2 separate regions of the Anas platyrhynchos genome follow, and region 2 is linked to region 1. Evidence: chromatin contacts called from public Hi-C data. All regions are on one chromosome and are shown on one strand. Each heading gives the region's core, a stretch centred on a gene start, on an enhancer-like site or on the middle of the called end of the contact. The rest is flanking DNA. Distances are from core to core; before and after follow the strand shown. Region 1 holds the start of RXFP2 (relaxin family peptide receptor 2). Region 2 overlaps B3GLCT (beta 3-glucosyltransferase).

Region 1 (4,181 bases), core at 1,178-3,677:
TTGCCTGGTATTTATCAGCCCACTCCTGCCTGAGCAACACATTGTCTTTACTCTAGTCTTGTCCCTATACCTTGTCTTTGCTCATCCTCTCTTGCAGGTGAGCCCTGGTTTGCCATACTCTCAAACAAGCACTGGCATTGTCTTTGTTGACATGGTAGGTGACGGATGATACTTTCTCTGGATTCCTGTTCTCCTCCATTTTTTGCATTTGCCTGTTTCAGGACATTGCGTGGCTTCAGCCATAGTAGTCATTCCTCTGTGCTGGCAGTAGAGAGGACTGAGGCCCTAGCTGCTGAGTCTCCTTGTAGCACTTGAGAGACCAACAAGTGGTGTAAGGGTTCCTCTGCACATCACTTCTTTATGAGTTCAGCCTACACCTTTCCTACATATCCACATTTTATTTCAAGAACTACTGACCTTAAAAGTCAAGTCCTGGTGTTCCTGGACACAGTCCTATATCATTATTTCACATTCCTCTATGAACACCAGTTCTTCAGATGTAGAGACCTCTTTGGTCCTTGGTAGCATTTTTCCTTGCTTCCAAGCGGCTTTGAGAAGGGAACGGGGAGATTACATAGCATTAAAAGAAACTGTAGGCATGAGAGTCTGGGCATACAAAAAGACACCTAAAAAGTCTGTGTTTTCTGCAAGTCCTCTGTACACAGACTACTTATTTCTGTGTGGAGATCAGCATTTAGCCTGATGCATTACTTAGCTAGTACAATGTAGTGCTCAAAAACTCATCTCAGTGAGTACATGCCCTAAATATATTATATTATATTATATTATATTATATTATATTATATTATATTATATTATATTATTATAAATATATCCAGGGTCTTCTGCACTGAGCTGTAACCCAGACTGCTACATCAGGACAGCAAAATCAGCCATTATCCTCTGGTAATAGGCATTTGCCATTTTTATCACTGATGCAACGACAGGTAAGCAAAGACATATAAAAGACTTCTAGTGATTTAATCAGTCCCACCTGTGGCACAGGCAGGGCATTATCTCTGCTACTGTTGTGACACATCCCTCAGACTGAAGGCCCCATGAGAGCCCCTGTATGTGAATTCAACACAGTTCCAAAGCAGAGAGAGAAGCAGGGAAGGTCTCCTTTGCAGCTGGTCACAGCTCAGTCCCCTGAACAGACAACTTGCTAAGAATGGGATGCCAACAACCAGCAATGACATTCACTTCACTGTTTCATGTGATCCCCACATAATCCTGCATGACCCTCTGTTATATTTTTAATTTTCATGTGCTGAAACCAAATGCCATCCATCCCTTCTTTTAGAATAGGCAGTGCCTGGGAAGATAGGATGTGCAAAACAGAGACAGAGCCAAACAGTGCCAAGCAAGGCACCTTTAGGCCTTTCCACCTATGCTGACTTCAATCACCTTCTGCATTTCAATGCTGGTAAATGTCCACATTTCCACCTGCTGTTTCAGAAACTGCAGAAACTCTACAGTGCTACACAGCACTACAAAATACAGGTGGAAATGTGCCACATCCCACTCTCACCTTCCTTTGCCTCCCACATTCAACATAAAGAGCACCGTGGGCTGGGATCGTAAATGCCTCTGAGATAATTGTGGTGGCTGAAGTCAAATACATTCTTGAACGAGTCCCCACCCTCACTTAAATTGTTCTTTGCCTTGCATAGAAGTGAATGGCTGTTTGGCCCTCTAACATTGGGTAGTTTTTATTGTAGGGTGTAGACCATCCATACACATCACATTTTTGTAGTCCCCTTTTCTGAAGATTTTTGCATTCTTCCTGTTAGCTGTTTTATTTCAAAGTATTGTAGACAAAAGTTATCAATAATTTGAGGTTATGTACTAATGTACTACAATCTTTTTGCATTGATTTTCCCCATTTAAGTCAAAATATAGCATGGAAGAACATAATGTCGCTCATCATGTATATTGGTTAAATGCACTGCAAACTCATATGAAATGATGTATAATGTTAGAAGAACGTGTCTGCCTTATTTAATTTTAAATACAGATAGTGGTGTAGGAAAAGATCTTTCACATGTCTGTAGTATCCTCTTCTGGGAAAAAAAAAAAAAAAAAGTTTTCACTGAGGACACATAAAGGCGTAACACGGGGCAGAAAAATATTAACTTTTCATAATAATAATTAGGGCACAAGTGTAATGAGCCTTCTTTGAGAAAAAAACTTTAAGAAATCACCCTTGGAGACAGCAAAGGGGCTGATTTCAGTGGCCCAGCTGTGCGCAGTGTTTAATGTCATGTGTAAGCATTTGGGTGTTAATCTTCAGTCGGCTTTGTAATTAAAAAATCTGAATAACATCATTACTCTGTAATCCCAGCTGTGATACGACAACAGCAAACTGTTTAGAGATTTTCATTTTCCTTATAAAAGTAACTTCGTATGTAAAGAAACACCTCGGATCCAGAAATCGCCCTGTCAGAAGTGAGTTGTGAACGCAGTAAAATCGGAATCCCTTGCGCTCTTTCTCAGGCACAAGCAGTGGCAAACCAGGAGCCAGACAAGACGTCTGCGATGGTTTATGACAAGTGCTGACAACCTGGTGGGTGAGAGGGAGCAGGGGCTGGGAGCATGCTCGGTGCCACGCATCCCATCCTGGCTGGGGCTCTGCAGGAGGGCAGCTGCAAGGGGCCCAGAGCAGAGCACGGCTCCATGGCCACACTCATCCCCTTGCCCGTCCCGTCCCCTTCGGGCTCCGAGGATGCTGTTCCTGCTCCGTGTCATTCTTCTGTTAGGAATCAAAGGTAAGACCACTTCTCACTTAATTCTTTATTAGCCTGAGTGCCTTTTGGGACGCATTAACAAGAAATTTCATTTAAAGTGAGGAATCGGTAAGGAATTTTCATTTGCATGATTTTGTTATACTTTTTTTTTTTTATTATTATTTTAAGTTTAAAGCAGGTGAGAAAATCTGATTTTGTAAAACGATTGAATTGCCCAACCAGGTTGCTTTAAATTTTGATTAAATTTATCAGCTACAAAACTAATTGATAAAGCCATGCTTTTTCAAAAAATACCCAATGTAATGAAACATTGTTCTGATCAGCAAGCTTCGCCTCTGTATCATAGCACACTTTCTACATATTAGGTGAAAAAAAGGAAGCATTTAACTTAGCAACTAAGTTTTCATGGGTATTTCCCAATTTAAGCAAAACTTGTGGTAATTCAGTGAAGCAAATATTTTCAGTATAAGCAAATTCAAAATAGAACGATACATTTAAGCAAGCATGTTGAATCTTAGAAACAATTGCCTAAAATATTGCTTCTATGAGAAAACTTATTTTTCATTAGAAACACTAGTTTAGCAACAATATACAAGTGGAAGTTACAGTCTTTCCTTTAAACAAATTTTCAAAAATTAAAATATTTCAGTTCCTACACACATTAATTTTTAATAATAATAGTTTTCTTATGCTTAGCAATTCTTGAAGTATTGTAGGAAAGTGAATAAATGGTTTTCATTGTAATTAGCTCATGAATGGCAATTCTTAAGCTTGTGGAAAGTTCTTTAATGAAATAGCATTTTTTTTCTAATAATGCAGAGTGTTATCAAAGTAAGAAAATGAAATGGCAAGTGCATTACTAGGAAGAAAATAAATTAAAAAGAAAAAGAAAATGCCAGCCTGTTAGAAATGGAAAACAAGTAAGAGAGAATATATTATTTGTTCTGTAGACAACCTGTTATAAAGGAGTGGAATATGCAGGATTAGAAAGTATTGAATTTTATTAAATACTCTATTTAAAGATATCTTTTAAATTGCTGTTTTGCTTATCACTGGAGAACATTGTGCTAGTGTAAAATGTTTATTTTAACGTAAAGTTGTTTTCATTATCTTTCCAAAATTGACTTTAAGACAAAACATCTAGTGAGTCAACTTTCCATTCCTCATATTGCTTTCATTGTCACAAGTCTGATTAGCTGAAACAAAAGTTAGAAGTAGCTTATTACAACCACCACCACCCCCTTACTATCTTCCCTATTTACACACCATGAAATGAATCTTTATTTATTTGGGACAGTTAGAAAAAAATATGAATATCCCTTCTATTATTTCAAATTGCTTTTTCCATAAATAAAGAAGCAGACAAGCAAACGGCTGTATTACTAAAAGGTCATTATTTCTCAGCTGCTCCCCCTCCATAATAGACAATAAGGG
Region 2 (4,223 bases), core at 570-3,069, 77 kb before region 1:
TGCTGAGATTGTATATAGAATTTGGTTTAAATTAACATGTGCATGATCTTTTGGTTTGGCTCCTACTACAATGAGAACCATCTAAAGCAAGTAGCGTGGACATCCAAATAGCCTTAGCGTCGTTCTCTGTGAAAAGTAATGACTATAATAACTTGCCAGTTTTCTTATCCATCCATGAGTAAATAAAGATCCGCTGACTCACCTTCTCGTTGTTTTGCATAGTTGCAGAAGGTCTTGCTCAAGTAGAGTTTATGCTAGAGTTGAGAAAAAGACCTTGCTGTTTGTTAGTTACCCATCCTGTACCTCTGTATCTTTAGTGTTTATGTCTTAGTTTCTGTTCTGTCATCTAGATGTAGAAATTTGGGGATTATTTCTATTCTTGGGTTTGAGCAGATGAAGGCACAGATCATGCGTCTTGCTCCATACCCCAATTTTGAGGTTTGTCTAAAGTGAAGAATTCTATATAAATGAAAGGACATGATCCAGATAATCAGCTAGCAAGTATCTTCCCCAGATGTGGGCAGTTTCCACCACACCTTCTGCATAGCAACGTGTGCTGGTCACAAGTCCTGATTCTTTTTTTCAAGGCTTTAACTGACTTTTTCTTCTCTGATCTGAATACTGAAATATGACTTCCTATTGTGCTCACCATTTTTTGTCTTTTTATGATAAAAGCAGCTGATCTGTCTTCAAAGTTGCAATGCTAATGTGAAATATTCTACAGCTCCCAATCTGGCAGTATTCTTAGGCAAGGCTTTTTGCCTTAGCCTCAGTATTTCTGCAAATTTTGCCATGTCCCTGTATCAAGCAAAGGATTGTCATGTTGTGAACAAACTCATGAAGCTGTGTAGCAATTTTGGAGTGTGAATCTAATTAGTGGAATGTGTAGAAGCTGGAGCACGATGTATTGAAGTGTGTTGATGTTGTAACTTCAGAAAAGACAGCTAGGGAATGCTAGACAAGAGCATATTCCCTCAGCTGTTGAATTTAAGACATCATCATGTTTCTGGTCTACTGGAGGCTTATTTTAGTGCTAATGATCTAACAGCTGTGGGGCTCTTGTTGGTATTTAGATGAGCAAGAGAGGGTGAGCAGAAAAGCCTTGTAAATAGCTTCAAGGAACATTTTTCACTTATAAAGAGAACTCTGTACAGCAGAGGATTCAAGGAATGACAGTTCAGATTTCAAGTTCTTTTCCTTTTAATGGTTACATGAGAAGTAACTAGACGGTATGTTTGACTAAGACAGAAGAGAAAGTCCTGGCAAAATGTAAGGGTAATTAGCTAGCCACCGTTTTTACTGCTGATAAATAACTGTTGGAGTAACAGCATAATTCATTTTCTTTATGTGAAGTAATTATCTTTCAGACAATGCCTCTTGCATTACTTGTCAGTACTGACTTTTCAAATTTGGAAATTTCTGATGAGCTGCATCAGAGGGCTACCTGTTGTCTTTCAGTTTTATAATATGTATGATTAATATTTATAATTAATATTTAATTATTTACAGTTGTTTGGCTTCTCTAGTACTTATTGTGTAATACTCTTTTTTTTTTTTTTTTTTTTTTTTTTTTAACTCAGGATGGTTTTCAGCAGAACAGCCGTTCAGAAACTACTTGCTAGTAAATGCCGGTGTTACAGCATGGACGCGCCTGATGATATGGTTCTTGGGATGTGCTTCAGTGGCTTAGGAATCCCTATAACACATAGCCCACTCTTCCATCAGGTCAGAGAGTTATTTTTGCTAGTGTTTATAATACATTTTGTTCTTTTAAGTATACACATAAAATGTGACTCATAAATATTACACATCAGTCTGCTTTGTAATAACTATAACCAAGATGCTATTGCTGTAGCTTACTTCTCTCCAGAACATCTCCTCCCACGGGATGCCGTCCTTCCCGAACTGAGCCTGCGGGGGCTGCCCACAGGCAGCAGCTCTTCAGGAACTGCTCCCACACGGCTCCGTACCACGGGGTCCATCCCCCAGGAGCAAACTGCTCCAGCACGGGTCCCCCACGGGTGGGCGGTAGCTCACCCCAGCCCCCTGCTCCTGTGGGGGCTCTCCATGGGCCGCGGCCTCCTCCAGGCCACATCCACCTGCTTCACCGGGGGCTCCTCCACCCATGGGGGGGCTGCAGCGTGGAGATCTGCTCCATGGGGGACCCATGGGCTGCAGGGGGACAGCCTGCTCCACCAGGGGCCTCTCCACGGGCCGCAGGGGAACTGCTGCTGCCTGCCTGGAGCACCTCCTGCCCTCCTGCTGCACTCACCTGGGGGCTGCAGGGCTGCTTCTCTCTCATTTCTCACTTCTCTCTCCCAGCTGCTGTTGTGCAGATTTTCTCTTGCTTCGGTCTGTTCTCCCAGAGGCACAACCAGCGTTGTTCCCTGACTTGGCTCTGGCCAGCAGCTGGAGCTGGCTCTTAACATGGGGGCAGCTCCTCACTCCTGCAGCCCCCCACTACCAAACCCTTGCTTACTATGTAAACCTGATACATCTATGTATCCAATTCTTCTAGTGATTCAGAATTTAGTATTTTGAAACATATTATTACTTAGTGTATATGAATATAACATTAAAGCGTTCCTGTAACTGTTGTTTTTATGGAGGGTTCTGAAGAATCATACAAATACCTTTTGAAAAATTGGCCTATGGTAGCACAAGCGAAAAAGGTCACAAAACATAATTTTCTTTTGAGCATATTCTCCAGTCTGGGAGAAGAGGATCGGAATAGATTTAAATCGTCTTTCTGTTTTCCAGAATTTTTCATAATCTAACTGTGACATCATAGTGGAAAACATGATGCACCGAGTCCCAGAGAGATTTGTTGCATCGTGAACCAAATAAACACTTTGCCTTCCTCCCATGGTAGTAAAGAGAAGAAGCGCTTGTGATTTTTCCAAACAGTGCAGCACTTTTTTAAAAATTAGCATTTAAATCAGTGAAATGTTGGATGTTTTTCAGAAGTTAATCTAGTTTAAAAACTGGGAAGATCTGTGTAGCTGAAAATAAACTGAAATTAGGATAATAGCCTCCTTGAAAAATTAGTAAATTACCAACTAATTCAAAGCAGCTGTCAGGGAGGGAGGAAGAAGTTTGCTAATTAAATTATCAGCTTTTCCTGTATTGAGATTTTCTTTCTGATTACATTTACTATTTAGGGAAGTGGGATGACTGAGAACACACTATTCAGAATTCTAATTATTTGTGCATATATAAAAAAATCATATTGATTTTTCTTTCCTGGTTTATCATCGCTTCTTTCAGTATAAGTATGAAAGAAGAGTAATGCATCTTCATCGACAGAATTACTGAATAATTTGCTTGTAGAGGCTGGGGGGTGTTTTTTTTGTTGTTTTTAAAATGAGAGTTGGAAAGACTAGAACTCATTTTACAGATTTGTAGGAGTGGCACTTACACAACCAAACAGAGCACTTCTTTGTAATCCTTAATAGTGTACATTTGATACAGAATCACTTTGAAAGTGAAATCCTAGCAGTCGGATTTTCCACACAGAAAATTACAGTTGAATTGTAATACATCTTTACTGTCACTTATAACAAATTCTAATTTAGCATACCTTAAACAAAAGTTAAGCCTGAGGGGAAAAACTACTGAATAAAATTGGAGTGTGCTCATTCTCTGAATTTCACTATTATTCAACAAATATTTTAAAAACCAAGAAACCAAAATTGGATTTTTTGTAAACCAGAAAATTATTTTTGGGCTCCCTCTTGATTGCACCAAATTATTTTATTTTAATTCTTTAAATAAATAGTCTGTGGTTTAAACATAAGAGGGGGAAAAAAACACAGCTCAGATTTCTTAATGTCAAATTTCCTTGCCTGGTTTTATGACTGGCTGTACATGAAAGAGCATGACGAATGCAGCATGTAGAATTCATTATTGTGACCATAAGTAGGTGAAATGTACAGTATTAAATTAGTTACGAGCTTCAGCATCAACTCATTGATTCAATTTTATTTTACTTCTTAAAAAAAAAAAAAAAAGAATGCATCTTTTATTAAATCATTTTAAAAATGTTGAAACAAAGTGCTCTCTGAGTAAGTTTTTGCATGCCTTTCTTGCGTTTCTCTATACAAAATTTTTATTTACAACAGGAAAAAAAAATAGTTTACAGAGACCACTACAGATTGGGCTTGTTTGCATAGTGATGCATTTACCTGCCATTAAATTGTCAGAGAAAATAAAACATGCTTGGC

Evidence for each region. Hi-C and Micro-C count contacts between places; a contact is called where the count stands out from the background.
Region 2: a contact with region 1 is called in a Hi-C map of skeletal muscle, with 4 times the contacts expected there. The contact joins the enhancer-like site here to the promoter of RXFP2 in region 1. A contact is called at or near these places in 5 of 8 Hi-C or Micro-C datasets (F1 follicle, F5 follicle, liver and 2 more).

Annotation. Positions count from the first base shown.
Region 1 is chr1:184,386,181-184,390,361 of IASCAAS_PekinDuck_T2T, reverse strand. RXFP2 (relaxin family peptide receptor 2) reads left to right here and starts at 2,427. Exons shown (of 18, transcript XM_027470037.3): 1 at 2,427-2,768. The coding sequence starts at 2,546.
Region 2 is chr1:184,462,292-184,466,514 of IASCAAS_PekinDuck_T2T, reverse strand. B3GLCT (beta 3-glucosyltransferase) reads left to right here. Exons shown (of 15, transcript XM_027470010.3): 14 at 1,581-1,725. Among named protein-coding and RNA genes, the nearest start is that of B3GLCT, 56 kb to the left of the region's middle. Within about 2 kb of position 1,819, at least 1 of the 8 cell types and tissues checked has an H3K27ac peak or open chromatin away from gene starts, as enhancers often do.